Regions from separate parts of the Sus scrofa genome. Here regions 2 and 3 are each linked to region 1. The links are chromatin contacts, called in public Hi-C maps. All regions are on one chromosome and are shown on one strand. Each heading gives the region's core, a stretch centred on a gene start, on an enhancer-like site or on the middle of the called end of the contact. The rest is flanking DNA. Distances are from core to core; before and after follow the strand shown.

Region 1 (5,111 bases), core at 1,940-4,439:
TCCATCCCGCTTGTGCCCGACAAATTGTCATCTGGAAAGCAGGGGAGCGCTGGCTGCAGGGGCCACCCAGGAACTCTAAAGCCCGAGATGAGGTGTCCCTCCTGGCTTCCCGGTCTAACCTGGGCCGGCCACGCCCCCTTCCCCTCCCGCAACCTCGGGCTGGGACGCTTGGATGGGAGCCAAAAAAGAGGGCTCTGAGAGGGGAAGGAAATCCCCATTGCTCTCAGCCCTTGTCCCCAAACATCTCTCTCTGCCGCAGCGCCCTGGAGGTGTGACCTTAGGGAAGTCCCTTCCTCTCTAACCTTCTAAGAGTCTATGAATCGAGAGCCTCTCGACTCTGGTTTTAAGATTGTATGACTAAGATGATGAATACATATGAGTGATTAGCAACATTTTAAGGATGACACCAACTTTTTTCCTGACGACATTTTGTAGTGACTAACATTCTCGAATTGCTCCCCAATATTCTTTGACGGATGGCAATATTTTATCGCAGATACTAACGTTCCTTCTCCATATCAAAAACTTTCCAAGCCAAAAGGGTCCTACCTGTTCCCTCCCCTTCCTATGCTCTCCTCACTAAAGTGTTTGGCCCCCAGGAGTTCTGGTCGTCGTGGCTCAGAGGTACGGAACACGACTAGTATCCATGAGGACGCGGGTTCCATCCCTGGCCTGGCTCGGTTGGTTAAGGATCCCGCGTTGCCATGAGCTGTGGTGTAGATTAAAGACGCGGCTCCGATCCAGCGTTGCTGTGGCTGCGGGGGTAGGCCTGCATTCGACTCCTAGCCTGGGAACTTCCATATGCCGTTAGTACGGCGCAAAAAGACAAATAATAACAATTTTTATAAAGTGTTCGACCCTGGAGCCTGCTACAAGGACAGGGTTTCAGCGGCCCCTGGCGGCAGATTTGCGAGGTGCAGGCAGCACATCAAAGACCCGAGACCCATGGAAGGAAGATAACCCCGGAGATCTGACACTCAAACTCTCTCCCCCAAACGGAGCTTTCCCCCTGTTTCCCTTCCTTATTTTCCCTAATTTATTTAGCTTCTGTACCCCACGCCCCTGTTTCCAGGCCTGGGGTGTAGCCAAATAACTCCTCCTCCATCTCCCGCCGCCTCGCGCCCCCCACCCCCCCGCACATTTTCCCGAAGTGGGAGGAGCAGAGGACCAGGGTGGTCCCCACCTTTCCCAGACCACGCATACCCAGACTCATTGCTGGCAGTAACTGAGGAAGACCTGGCTCCGAGTTGATGGGAAGTAAAGGTGGTAGCATTAACGGGAACAGGGCATGGAGGCACCTGCCATCCCGTGTCCGTAGGCCGCCCCGCCCTGCCGCTGGGCTCCGCAGTGCAGCCGTCTGTCCCTCCCCCTCACCCCGCGGCCCAATCGTCTGCCCGGCCCTGCCTGCCCTGCCCCCCACACAGTGCCTCTCTGGTCCGGTGCCTGGACCTGCATTAGAAGGTGGGGGCCTCTGGGGATCCGAGGGAGAGAGCCAGACATCAGGACTCGGAACTTATAAGAGGAGTAATCTCAGGGTACTGTTGCGAAAAAGGAAACTGAATCGGAGGTTGGGGGAGTGCGTAGAGACTCCCCAGAGGTCACACAGCCACGAGGTGAAGTACAGGAGGGTACAATCACGTCGATGTGCCAAGACCCCTCTTAGCTACTATTAATAATACTACCCCAAAGTGAGATCTGATATAGGGAGCTTACATGTGGCAGGCGCTCTTCTTGCAAAACGTTTAACACCTTACCTGGCTCTTCTATGTGCTCAGTAAATCTGGAATATAATTAACTGCTACTATGGTACCCAGGACACCCAGTAACTCTAGTAGCTGTGGTGTTTTACCCATTTTAGGAGGAGAGAAGTTGGAAGGGGACTGAGGCCCAGAGAGATGAAATTACTGGTGCATGGACACACAGCCTTTCAGCAGTAAAACATGTACCTGACCCAGGCTTAGGCACCTGTTAGCCTGCCCATGAGAGGGCAGAGGAGGACAAAATGAGCATTCCGGTCCTCTGCTAACTCCAGTGGTCCCTGACACTGGGGTGCGTACCCAGGGGAATAAGCCTGCAAATGCAAGACAGCTCTTCTCAGGGACCCCCTGAGTGAAATAGAGAAGCTTTCTCCTTGGCCCTTCAGCACCCATCCAGAGAGCCAGCCGCATTCTGAGGCCTTGGCCTGCCCACCCCCCACCCACATTGACTCAGGTCCTCAGCTCCCTCCTGACCATTCCCAGCCCTTTTGCCCAGAATCCGGCCCCCACTTCCCACTTCTCCTCCCGTCCCTCCTCCCCTCTGCCTCCAGCTCCCCTCACATGGGCCTGACACCCACAGTGGCCCTTCTTGCATCACACCCATTTGTTAGGGAGAAGGGGTGAGTCCTAATGGGTGGGATGGGCGGGGCCTGAGGATTTGGGGGCTATAGCAGAGGCAAAGTCCTCTGGTCATCCTTCCTGGTCCCACACCCAGCCCACAAGCCAACACTAAATGCCACTCTCCCCCTAATGTGTCCCTCTGCCAGGGAGAAGGGGGAGGGTCCCAGAGCAATGAGAGGGGATAGGGAGGGCAGAGTTCCAGACCTTCAGGCCTCTCCTCCTTCAACCCCAGTCTCCCGGAGGTTCTGCCCCTTCTCCCGGTTCAGCCACCTCCGAAAAAGGGGAGGGCCAAAGAGCGTGGAGGACAGGGATCAGGGCTTTGGGGATCAGGGACTTTGCTCTGGGGTCAGGGTCCTGCTGGGGAGAAAGGAGAATCTTCAGCAAGCGGCAAGGATGGGGATTTGGAAGAAGGTTGGGGCAAGAGGCGATAGGTCGAGCCCTGGGCGGGGCCAGGGTTGGAACTGAGGAGGGGTCTCACCGTTGCAGTACTGAAGCAGCGAGGATGTGTCGTAAAGGCCGCAGAAGGCCGGGCCGCGCTCCGCCATCACCCCGCCACAGCCACTGCCGGCCCCCCCGGCCCCAGCTCGGGCCCGGTCTTCCCCCCCAGGCCCTGCCTCCCGTTGCCATAGCAACGCCCTTCGTTCCAGCATCCCGGGCTTTGCCCGCCCGGCGGCATCAGGCGGCCGGCGCCGGGCCTGGCACCGGGGTCATCCCCCAGGATGCCCAGAAAGGGGGGATCGGGACACCTCCTGCCAGGCCCCCCAACACAATCCTCAGGCCGGGATTGGTTGAGCTGAGATCCCCCTCGGTACTGTCTGGTCCCGCCCACAACAGGCGCGTATTCTCTCTAGACCCCTTCCTCGCCTGTTCAGGACCAATGAGAACCTGTCGCGCAGGCCCCTCAGCCAACAGGGATGCAGAAGGATTGGAAGGGGCAGGGCCTTCTCTGCTTTTCAGCCTGAAGCGTAGCCCCTGGCTTTTAGAGGAAGCTAAGGTGGGAGAAGACACTTCCATATTTGCCCAAACCTCCCTCATCTTTTTCTGGATTTTCGAAAAATCCCCCTTGCAAGACGAGAGCCCGACCCTAAAGCCTCAAATCCACCTAGATATCCACTAGCTCCGCCCTGGAACTCTTATTCAAGCCTATTTCTTAGAGCTCTTGTTTATTCTATCTGTACCCGCCCCCGGGGTGCTAAGCTCCACCCCCAGAATCCCGCCGGGAGCTAAAGTTCCATTCCCGCCCCCAGAGCCTTTGGCACCGCCCCCTAAGCATCTCAGGAGGATGGTACTTAGTCCAGCAGCCTTGACCCGGCCTCCGGATAGAATTGGCTCGACCCCTGGAGTTTAGATCCCTCCCCCCAAGTCTCTTAGTCCCTCCTTAACCTTTCCTTCCACTTCTTTATCCGCAGCCCCAGACCATTAGCTCCTCCCTTACAGCCTTCATCTTCCACAACCTTATTATCCAGTCCGGGTTTTGACGCAGGCACAGCTGTGATGCCTGGCCGGCTGGCGGTGTCAGTCGGAGCAGTCTCGGAAGCTGGAGGAAGAGGGGAGGGTACAAAACCTGACAATGGATTTAAAGAATACTGGACCACCTTCCCCAAGTCCCCACTGAAGCTCAACCCCTAGAAGTGACCCAGACCGTGCTTTATAGGCAGGAGCCCAAAGCAGAAAAGACTTGCCTTTGACACAGGCAGACCTTGGAAGCCCAGGGCTTTGAAACCAGATTGACCTGGGTTTGAATCCTGACTCCACCACTTTCTGGTTGTGACCCTGAACCTGTTTCCACATCCGGAAAGTGTGAGGTCATATCGTTTAACAGTGTTTACTGGGAGTTCCGTTGTGGCTCAGCAGGTTAAGAACCAGACTAGTATCCATCAAGATGCAGGTTCAATCCCTGGCCTCGCTCAGTGGGAGCATTGCCACATGCTGTGGTGTAGGTCACAGATGTGGCTCATACCTGACCTTGCTGTGGCTGTGGCATAGGCCTGCGGCCATGGCTCCCATTGGACCCCCTAGCTGGGAACTTCCATGTGCCTCAGGTGCAGCCCTAAAAAGACAAAAAAAAAAAAAAAAAAAAGTTTACTGAGTGCCTCGTATGTGCCAAACTCTGTTCTAGGTCCTGGAGTGTCAGTAGCAAGTCAGCCCCAGAGTATTCTCTCATGGACCTTGCAGTTGGTACAGATGGTAAACCAAAACAGACAAAACAAATAACACCAGCTAACACTTATGGAGCACTGCTATGTGCCAAGCGCTTAGTTGTCTTCACCACAAGCCCTATTTTCATCACCATTCTACAGATGAAGAAATAGGCACGGAGCCAGTAAGATAATTTCAGCCCTTGGCATTACAGAGATAAGGCGAGTGATATGGTGAAAGATGAGAGGATGAGGCAATTTAGGGAGACCGGGGTCACTGAGGAAGTGACATTTGAGCTGAGAAGTGAGTGACAAGCATGAAAGAATCACACATGGACGGGAGGTGGGAGGTAGCTTTTCAGGCAGAGGGAAGAGTAAGTACAAAGGTCCAGAGGCAGCTGTGACTTTGGCATATTCCTGGGGCAACGAGAACAACAGTGAGGATGGAGCTGTGGAGGAAGAGGAGAGCAGGAGATAGATGACGTCAGGGAGGTAAGAGGACCTCCAGGGCTGCGGGAAGATGTTGGCCGTTTGTCACTGTATCCTCCATGAGCCCCACGGAGGCCACAGGTGTAAATCGCACATGAGTACAGCA
Region 2 (5,111 bases), core at 1,573-4,072, 210 kb before region 1:
TCTTTTTAGGGCCACACCTGTGGCATATGGAGGTTCCCAAGCTAGGGGTCTAATCGGAGCTGCGGCCACCAGCCTACGCCAGAGCCACAGCAACGCGGGATCTGAGCTGCGTCTGAGACCTACACCACAGCTCATGGCAACGCCAGATGCTTAACCCACTGAGCAAGGCCAGGGATCGAACCCGCAACCTCATGGTTCCTAGTCAGATTCGTTAACCACTGCACCACGACGGGAACTCCTTAAAGGACTATTTTGTCCACTTCACACCACTAGAATGACCCAAATCCAAAAGACAGACAATGACAAATGGTGAGGAAAAGATGAAAGTGGGACCTTCATCCCCTGATGGTGGGAATGTAAAATGATGCAGCCTTGGAGTTCCCATTGTGGTTCAGCGGGTTAAGAACACAACTAGTAGCCATGAAGACTCAGGTTGGATCCTGGGCCTTGCTCAGAGCTGTCACTGTTGTGGCTTGGGTTACTGCTGTGGCCCAAGCTCAGTCCCTGGCCCAGGAACTGCCATATGCTGCAGGCATGGCCGAAGGAAGAAGGAAGAAAGAAAGAAAGTCATTCCTATAATGGTTTTTCCCACACAAACCCCAAAGCCCCACTTCTCCATCCCCCTCCTCACCTGCCGGGGGCTCACAATGATGCTGTTGGATTTTGCTCCTGGTTTGGGAGCCTGGTTGGGGGTCTCTCCTGCCAGGGGTTCTGGCCCCGTGGGGTGTGTGGCTCCAGCCCCTCCTGGAGGTCCTGAGATGGCGTACTCAGCATAGGTCTGCGGGGCCGGCTGGGGTGGGGTCTCCACGGTGGGCAGGCTCCGTGTGCATTTGAATAAGGGCTTGGCCTGTGGGAAGAAATGCGAGAGGACACACAAAAATCTCCCCACCTCTTCGGCATCTACCCGGGTCCCAGCCACCATCTTCTCTCCTTTGGACCACTGCAGTCCCTCCGAATCAGCTCCCAGCCTCTGCCCTTTCCCCCCACAGCCTGCTCCCCACAGAGTCATATCACGTCCCTCCTCTGCTCAGAGCCCTTAAGTGGCTCCTGCCTCAGAGCAAAACCAAAGCTGTCACCACAGCCCTCGAGACTCTTAAAGATCTGTCCCTGCCCCCTTGCCTCAGGGATCTCATGCCTGGCTACCTCTTCTCCCTGGCTTTCTCTACTCCAGCCCCACTGCCTCCTTGCAGCCCTACAACTTATCAGGTTCTCTCTGACCTCAGGGCCTTTGCACTGGCTGTTCCCTCTCCCCTCTGACGTCACATAGCTCATTCTCTTATCTCTTGCACATCCCTGCACAGGCATCATCTCCTCCAAGAAGCCCTCCCTTGACTGTTTCAAGGTAGCTCTTCTCCCCATCACACCCTATATCCTTAGCCTACCTTCTTTTTCTTTATTGCACATAGGTAGCAGCCAGTACTTAGCTGTGGGAATGAGATCCTTTATTTACCAAAAGAGGTCAAAGGTCCAGACTTTACTTTTTTTATTTTATTTTTTGTCTTTTGTCTTTTTAGGGCCACACCCGCTGCATATGGAGGTTCCCAGGCTAGAGGTCGAACCGAAGCTGTTGCTGCTGGCCTACACCACAGACACAGCAACACCAGATCTGAGCCGCATTTGTGACCTACACCACAGCTCACAGCAACGTGGGATCCTTAACCCACTGAGTGAGGCCAGGGATCAAACCTGCAACCTCATGGTTCCTAATCGGATTCATTTCCACTGCGCCACAACAGGAACTCCTCAAAGGTGCAGACTTTAAAAAAAAAAAACTTTCAATTATTCTTTTTTTTTTTTTTAATGGCCGCAGCCACTTTATATGGAAGTTTCCAGGCCAGGGACTGAATCTGAGCCAAAGCTGCAGTAATGCGAAATTCCTTTCACCCACTGCATCCAGTCTGGGATCCAACCCGCACCTCCAAAACGACCCTAGCTGCTGCCGTCCTGTTCTTAACCCCCTGCGCCACAGCGGGAACTCCGAACCTTCCAATTCTTTTTTTTTTTTTTTTTTTTTGTCTTTTTGCCATTTCTAGGGCCACTCCGGTGGCATATGGAGGTTCCCAGGCTAGGGGGCGAATCGGAGCTATAGCTGCCAGCCTACACCACAGCCACAGCAACGCGGGATCCGAGCCACGTCTGCAACCTCTACACCACAGCTCATGGCAGCGTCAGATCCTTAACACACAGAGCAAGGCTAGGGATCAAACCCACAACCTCATGGTTCCTAGTCGGATTCGCTAACCACTGAGCCACGACAGGAACTCCTCCAATTCTTAAATATCAGCAATGAATTCATGCCTTGCAGAACCAGGGTGCTGGCTGCATAAACCATATCGCAGGACTATTGCCCAGCTGCCAGTTTGTGGCCTCTGCCTTAGCGCTCCTGACCATGACATTTTACAGGTAGAGAAAATGAGACTTGCAGAGGGCAAAGGACTGTTTTCTCAAGGTGACCCAGGCCCCAACACTTTCTAACCCACACTGTGGTCCCAAAGGCCCCATCCTGTCCCCCTTTCTCCGCAGACCGCCCCCCTCCAAGCCTCCTAGCAGTCCCTTCATCTCCTAGTCCTACCCCAGGAGGAGGGACTTCATCCTCGTCCAGTGGTATGACGAATTTCTTCCTTGTGGGTGAGGCAGCCGGCTTCTGGCCTCCCTCTTCGTCCATCGCAAGGTCCTTCTGGGGTCTGAAAATGAAGGCGTAGCATCGGCAGCAAGTACGAGATCGGCATTCCCATCACCCCGGGAGGAACACCCAGTCACAGCCATCCCCACTCCGAAATCCCAGGAGTCCATACGGTCCAGCTCCAGACACCTTGCGCGCAGTATCTCGAAGGCCCCGCCCCATCGATCCACCCACCACCTCCGGCTCGCCCCGCCCCTTACGGAGCCTCTCTTTCCGTTTGCCTCGCGCCTCAGAGCCCCTACTTTTTTATTCGCCCCGCCCTCACGGTTCTCCGCCTTCCGTTTGCCAGGTGCGACCACACTGTCCCCGACCCTCCGACCGCCCTGCCCCCTCAAGGCTCGCACCTGGATGCCCTCCCCTCGCCCCATCTCCTCCATCACTCAGCCACTGAAACGGCTGATTGGCTTCTGCGGCTGCCACTCGCCACAGGCTATCTCCACCCGCCGCACCTCTAGCCCCAGTCCTGTGGTCGCAGCACCCCGAGGACTCACCTCCTAGGCCCTGAGCATTGGGAAGACTGGAGGGAGATCGAGGCGTCCCACCGCCGGCGCGGCCAGCGCGGCCCCGGGCTCGCTGCACTTCCGGCCTCTCTAGCCCTCCAGCCAACTCCCAACGTTCCCCTAAGGGTGAGAGCATCGAGAGGGGCGTTCCCCGCGCAGCTCTCTATGGTTTTGGAGGACTGCTGAGTTTGGGGTTGGAGAGAGCCCACTGCCTCTGGGTCTGAGCATCTCTCGATGCCAAGCAGTTTGCTTTCAGTGCCCTTATTGAACGCTTCTTGTGTGCCCGGACTCTGGACAGGGCTTAGCGAAGAAGAGATGGCGGGCTATCAACCACACTAGGTTCCTCTCTCAGGACAGACTTGGGTTTGAATCCCAGCTTTGTCATTGACTTGACCTGTTTCCCCCTTCATTCATTCCCTTATTCCACACATATTCCTGGAGGGCCTTCCTGTTCCCAGCCATGTGTGAGGCAGTGCTAGCGACACATCGGTGACCCATCATAACGTTAGCTCCGCTCTGCCCTCCTGGAGCTTACAACGCATTTTTAGGGGCAGACCTGTTCCCAAACCGCGACAAACCAGGGTGGGCAGGGCTGAGATAGGAGACCCCAGAGGGCCAGGGAGGAGGTGGCGAGGGGGTCACGTAACCCAGCCAGAACGCCAGGAAGAGCTTCCTAGAGGAAAGGACATCTGGGCAGAGACCTGGTTGATGAGTTAGTATTAGTCATTTCCTGAAAGGATAGTATCACGCTGTTCTAACTAGCAACTCTCTCATTACTAAGAAGAGAGAACACTTTTTTGTGAGTTTATTGGTCTTAAACACTTTGTTTTCTGTGAGTTGCTTGCTCATATCCTTTGCCCATTTTTTTCATGGGGTTTTATGCCTTTTTTATTACTGTTCATTTGTAGGAGTACTTTACAGATTCCAATTCTAATTGTTAGTTACATATGTTCCAAATGCATCCTTATGGTTTGCATTTTATAATTTATCTTTGTCACACAGAAGTTCTTAGTGTTGAGAGTTCCCATCGGGACTCGGTGGTTAACAAATCTGACTCGCATTCATGAGGACACAGGTTCGATCCCTGGCCTCGCTCAGTGGGTTAAGGATCTAGCGTTGCTGTGAGCTGTGGTGTAGGTCGCAGACAAGGCTCAGATCCAGCGTTGCTGTGGCTGTGGCGGAAGCCAGCAGCTGTAGCTCTGATTCGACTCCCAGCCTGGGAAGCTTCATATGCTGCAGGGTGCGGCCCTAAAAAGCAAAAAAAGAAGTTCTTAGTGTTTATTTGCACCTATTTATCAATCTCTTCCATCCTGACTCACTTTTGGTGTGTTTAAGAGACTCTGCATACCTCAAGTTCATAAATAAAGTCAATTATTACTTTTAATACTTTACTAGTTTTGATTTTGTTTCTATCTTTAATCCATATGAGCCTTTTAGTTTATTCTATTCTATTTTATTTTATTTTTGGTCTTGCCTATGGCAAGCAGAAGCTTGGGCCAGGGATCAAACCCACACAGGAAAGACAACACCACATCCTTTAACCGCTAGGCCACCAAGGAACTTCCCCAATACTATTTATTTTAAGAGTCAGTTCTGCTCCCAATTTTGAGATTCCACCTTTATCATGAGCCAAATTCCCACATACACACAGATCTATCTCTGCTGTTTCTATCATGTTCCATTGATCTCTGCATCTGTGCCTTGCCTCCATGCCAAACTGTTTAATTACTTTATTTAGATGTATTTTGATATCAACAAGGCAAGACCCCCCCACCTCTGTTCAGTTTCAAATCTGTCTTTACCATTCTTGTCCATTTTCTCTTCCAGATGGATTTTAGCAGCTGCTTTTCTAGTTCTCTGAAAAATCCTATTGGGCCCAAGATTGGAATTGCACTGAACTGATGGATTAATTACAAGGAAATTGAGGA
Region 3 (5,111 bases), core at 1,390-3,889, 180 kb before region 1:
ACGGAGCAGGGATCCTGCCCTCCCCCACCCTCAAGTCCTCCTCGTCCTGGAAGCTCCCTGGGCTTGAGCCTCATGGGGAAAGACCTGCCTTGGCCACCCCATGCTCTGTGTGCGGGGTGTGCACGTCCATGTGTGTATTTGAGTGAGACTCTGTGTATGAGTGTGTGTGTGTGGGTGTGGGTGTGTGTGTGTCTCCAGAGCCAATTTTTCCCTTCGGCACAAAGGGCATGGTACTAGGGCCCATCACAATGTTAAGGGTCCATGAAAATGTTTATTTTATTTATTTATTTATTTTTATTTTATTTTTTGGCTGAATCTGTGGCATATGGAAGTTCCCAGGCCAATGAGTGAATTCCAGCCACAGCTGTGAACCACGCCACAGCAAGAACTCCTAATCTCTTAAAATCAAAGAAAAACTGAACTTCTGGGTCAAATAAAATGTTAGACTATAGGATATTTTTTAATACCAACAAAGTGATGAAAAGTAATTTTAAAGATGTCTTTATGGAGAAAGAGGCCCACAAAGGCAAGAGTGCCCAGGACCCACGAAAGCTATAATGTGATCCTATGTAGCTCTGTGTCAGGTGACATGTTAGAAGGTCTACATCTGCAAAGGTCAGGGTGGCTTTGCTTTAAAAACCAAACAAACCTCTACGATGTGCCAGGCACGTCCCAGGAGCGTTACTTCACATAATGCTTCACCAACTCCATGAGTTGGGCACTATGCCCGCTCTCCTTTCCCAGACAAGGAAACTGAATCTCCAGACAGGACTAGCTCAAGTTCACCCAACTACTAAGTGGTGGGGCCAGCACATAAGGCCAGGCCACCTAGATTCTGGGTCTGCCTGTTTGGCGGGGGCGGTGAATGCCCAGTGTCCGTATGAATGTGACCATCTGCATGTGAATGTATTGACATATGTAACTGATTTTACTTATTTATGTATTTAGTCTTTTTAGGGCCACATACGCAGCATATGGAAGTTCCCAGGCTAGGGGTCGAGTCAGAGAATAGGAGCAGAGCTGCCAGCTTATGCCACAGTCATGGCAACATGGAATCTGAGCAGTGTCTGTGACCTACACCACAGCTCAGGGCAACTCGGGATCCTTAACCTGCTGAGCAAGGCCAAGGATCGAACCTGCATCCTCATGGATACTAGTTGGGTTCATAACCCACTGAGCCACAACAGGAACTCTCATAACTTACTAAACAATAATTAAAAGCATGGGCTCTTAAGCCCCATAGGCTACATTTTTATCCCAGCTCCACCACTAATTTGCTGTGTGACTCTAGGCAAGTGACTTCACCTCTCTGGGTCTCCGTTTCCTTGCCTGAAAAATGATAGTTCCTACTTCAGAGTAGTGTTGTGAGAATTAAATAAGTTAATATGAGTGCTCGGAAGAACTAACTCTTGTAATTGTGTATGAAGAGCACCCATGTGCATCTGTAGTGAGGATAGTGTCACATGTGTTGGGAACCACATGAAGGTGTGTGTGTGCGTGTGTGTGTGGAATCTGTTTCTCCATGTGGCCGTGTGTGTGTTGCTGCCTGGAGGTGAATGTCTGAATGCCTGGGTGTGACCCTGTGAGTACGTGCTGGCTGCTGTGGGGATGCAGGGGCCACCTGGGCCAGGGTGTGAAGGCCTCCGGGCGGCCAGGGTAGGTACTGGTGTGTCTCCCTTATTCCGTGGGAGAGGAGATGAGGGGCTTGGATGGCACAGGAACGAGGGGTCACTCCCTGTCTGATGCTGGGGCCGAGTCACTGCCTGCTGGTGGTTGCTGTGTCATCTCCTCGTCCCTGTCCCTACTCCCAGACTGGTGACAGACAGAGGGGGCGTGGAGGAACAAGGTGTTTGAGGCTGGGCTTTTGTCTGGAAAACTCAACCTCCCTGTGCTGCCCCCATGCCCCTTTGGCCTTCCGCAGCCCCCTCCCCCCTCCCCACTACTGGGACAGGGAATCGAAACGTCCTAGGAGTCAGGAACCACCCAAGCCCTCTTGCTCCGCTTCAGACCTGCTATGTGATGATGAGGCAGGTCCTCCCCATCTCTGGGCCTGTGGGAATTCCACAGTTTTAAAGTGCTTCTCCCTCTGTGCCCTGAGAGGGGAGTGCCAGGAACCCAGGTTTATGAAGCAGCTGGTGAGATCTGTACAGGCGGGTGCCTAAGAGATGGAGGCTGTGGTGTCTGAAATACCCTAATTAGACTCTTGAACCCATTTCCAAACTGGGTGGCCAGGTAAGCAATTTGCCCCTCTAAGCCTGCGTTATAACAGTGTACACTGTGAGCGGACAGGGGTAGGTTTGCAAGACTTGTAACTTCTATCAGTAGAAGCTGTTACTCAAACAATCCCAACACCCAGGCTTTTTTCAGGGCGTTTCACTGAACCAGGCAGTTCTCAGAACTCAGAAAGAGAATAGGAATTCTGGGTTTGCATTTCTTGCGATGGGATCTTGGGCAAGCTGCAACTTCTCTATCATTTTCTCTTTTATAAAATGAGGATTTTCTTCTCTTACCCATGCAAAGCTGTTTTAAGAACTGTAAATATTGTATTGAAAGGCTTAATACAGAGCTGGTTTGGTAATTCATGGCACCTATTAGCATCATGACTACTATTATTTATTATGCCCCCCCATTCTTTCTGATTGCAGACAGGATTATAAAGCAGAAAGGAGAGATTAATCACACCATCAGCAGCAGGGACACTTCGCCCTGAGTTTCATTACCCATCCCCTCCAAACTCGCGTATCTCCCAAATGCTGAACCTTGGCGGGGCGGGACTGGCGGCAGGGTCCAAGACACACATCCTTTGCCCCCCACTCTGGGAAAAGTGAAGCTGAAGCTCCGAAAGGAAATCCATTTTTCAAGCGCGAACAACCAGTCGGGGCACAAGCTGGTAGGAGCCTCGGGACTCCACTCCCACCTCCACTTTCACCTGGAGCATCACAGCTCCTCCCTCTCAGCTCTGGACTCAGTTTCTCCGCCTATGTGACCACACGACACTAGCCTGGGTCTCCCTTTAAAGAGCCGACCTTCCTCCCGAGAGAGGGCGCCGCACCACCACAAGTGGGAGCGGCAGCCAGAAGTGAAAGGGGACCTCCGCCCCCCAGCTGGGGTCTGGGGTCTTCTCCGCCGGGGTCCTACCCAGGACCAGCTTAATAGCCTATTAATACCAGCCCCCAGGGCGGCGCCGCACTGCGCAGGCGCGGGCGGGTTCCGCAGGCGCGCGAGGCGAGCGCGAGCTAGCGAGGGATTCCCTCTGACGTAATTGCTAGGATACCAAACAAACACTCAGCCTCTCGCGCCGAGCTCCTTATATGGCTAATTGCGTCACAGGAACTTTGGGGAGACCAGGCCGGGATCCCCTCCCGCCGAGTGCTCCAGAACGCAGCCCCCAAGACCCCCAGGGCAACAAGGGTGATACAGGTGATCAGATCGAAGTTAGGGCAGACCTCTTACCGGTCGGTGCGGGGCTCGGCTCCCAGGGCCGGAGATATTGAGAAGTTTGTGAAGTGCCGGACAGGTGACGTAAGCAGAGGGCCGGGCCCCGGGCATATAAATACAGGCTGCTCTGGGCTTCATTCATAAGACTGAGAGCTACGGCCAAGGCAGGGACACACGGAGCTGGGACTTGATTGTTGTGGTTCTTCTTCTTGGGGGCTGTGAAATTCGCTTTATTATTTTTTTTCCGGAAAGTTTTTGGACGGCTTCTTCTAGATAATTCTACATTTTCTTTTGGAGGATCTACTTACTTTTTTTCGTCTTCTTTATTACTCCCTTCCCCCTTGTGGGACCCGCCGGACGCGTGGAGGGGACCACTCCCGAAGCAGATTCTGTACAGCAGGACTGAGCTTTCCACCCCTGGGGGAGCGATCCCCCATCGCCCCTTGGTCCTACGGAGCCGGGACTTTCAGGAGGCACAGCGGCATCTTGTGGGGGCCTGGGCACCGCAAAGGAATTACACAGAAACTTTGCCATTGTTGGAGCGGGACGCTGCTCTCACCTCGAGTTTCCCCGGACAGCGCACTTGGGGGACGCGCTCGGCTCACCCCGGACTCGCACCTTTCTTCCCCCACCCGGCCATAGCCTTGGCTTCCCGGCGACCTCAGCGTGGTCACAGGGGCCCCCCTGTGCCCAGGGAAATGTTTCAAGCTTTCCCCGGAGACTACGACTCCGGCTCCCGGTGCAGCTCTTCACCCTCCGCCGAGTCTCAGTATCTGTCTTCGGTGGACTCCTTCGGCAGTCCACCCACCGCCGCCGCCTCTCAGGTAAGTTCTGGAGGGCTGAGGTGCTGCTTTGTGGTTTACAAATTTTTTGAAGTCAAGGGTGGAGGGGGCAATCAATTCCCTTTCCCCAGATAAGGACGCGTCAAAACCTAAGATCGGAGAGGGAATAGCTTCGCGGAGCACTCTGCAAACTGCAGAGTCCGGACTTGCAATTGGTTGTGTGCGTGGAGCGTAGGAAGGGAATACAGAGGGGTAAGCTTTGGGGGTGGGGAGAGTGCAATGTTCAGTGCAACGTGTTTGCGGTAGCAGGGCTGAGAACTTTTAGCCGGCTTCGGGGCTGCCCCCCACTCCATCACCAACCTGAAGCTAGCGCGGTCAGGCAGGTGGGGGAAATCCCGGAGAAGCTTCCAGTAGCCTCCTTCCTTTTCCTCCTCCATCCGAGCGCCTACTCTGGCGCCGGGTCACCCTCGACCCAGCGGGAAGGCGGGCCGCAAAACCTCGGTGGCGCTGCCTCCGCCTCCTGCGCGGAGACGTAACGGGGGACCCGTGCGTAACGGCTGACGCGCTGGAATCCTCCGTCTGACGCGGGGCACGCACGGCGCGTGGCGCCCCCTTCGTCCGCCCCGCCCCTGACGTCCCGGGCGCGTTCTATTTTGGAACGCCAGGCCACGTTGCTAAGGGAGGGGGCAGCCCGGCGTTCCGATTGGCCGCTGCGGCGCGTCCTTTGACCAATCAACTTTCCCTTCCTATTTGTAGGGTACAGTTTCCTTCCCCCAGTTCGTCCCCGGAACCCGTGGTGCTTCGGCGCCAGAGACTCTTTTACGGGCCTCTAGAGGCAGAGCGAGGGGATTCCTGTCGCAACAGATGCGACCCAATGAGTGCGCAAGGACC

What was found. Hi-C and Micro-C count contacts between places; a contact is called where the count stands out from the background.
Region 2: a Hi-C map of subcutaneous adipose tissue shows a contact between it and region 1, with 1.8 times the contacts expected there. The contact joins the promoter of ERCC1 here to the promoter of EML2 in region 1. A contact is called at or near these places in 3 of 47 Hi-C or Micro-C datasets (epiblast stem cells, heart right ventricle and subcutaneous adipose tissue) and 1 of 2 datasets of contacts at active chromatin or transcription factors (alveolar macrophages).
Region 3: a contact with region 1 is called in a Hi-C map of epiblast stem cells, with 2.3 times the contacts expected there. The contact joins the promoter of FOSB here to the promoter of EML2 in region 1. A contact is called at or near these places in 1 of 47 Hi-C or Micro-C datasets (epiblast stem cells) and 1 of 2 datasets of contacts at active chromatin or transcription factors (alveolar macrophages).

What each region holds. Positions count from the first base shown.
Region 1 is chr6:52,010,204-52,015,314 of Sscrofa11.1, forward strand. EML2 (echinoderm microtubule-associated protein-like 2) reads right to left here and starts at 3,190. Exons shown (of 22, transcript XM_021094571.1): 1 at 2,857-3,190; 2 at 1-31. The coding sequence starts at 3,028.
Region 2 is chr6:51,795,736-51,800,846 of Sscrofa11.1, forward strand. ERCC1 (ERCC excision repair 1, endonuclease non-catalytic subunit) reads right to left here and starts at 2,823. Exons shown (of 9, transcript NM_001159309.1): 1 at 2,573-2,823; 2 at 632-847. The coding sequence starts at 2,665.
Region 3 is chr6:51,834,141-51,839,251 of Sscrofa11.1, forward strand. FOSB (protein fosB) reads left to right here and starts at 2,640. Exons shown (of 5, transcript XM_021094557.1): 1 at 2,640-4,262. The coding sequence starts at 4,137.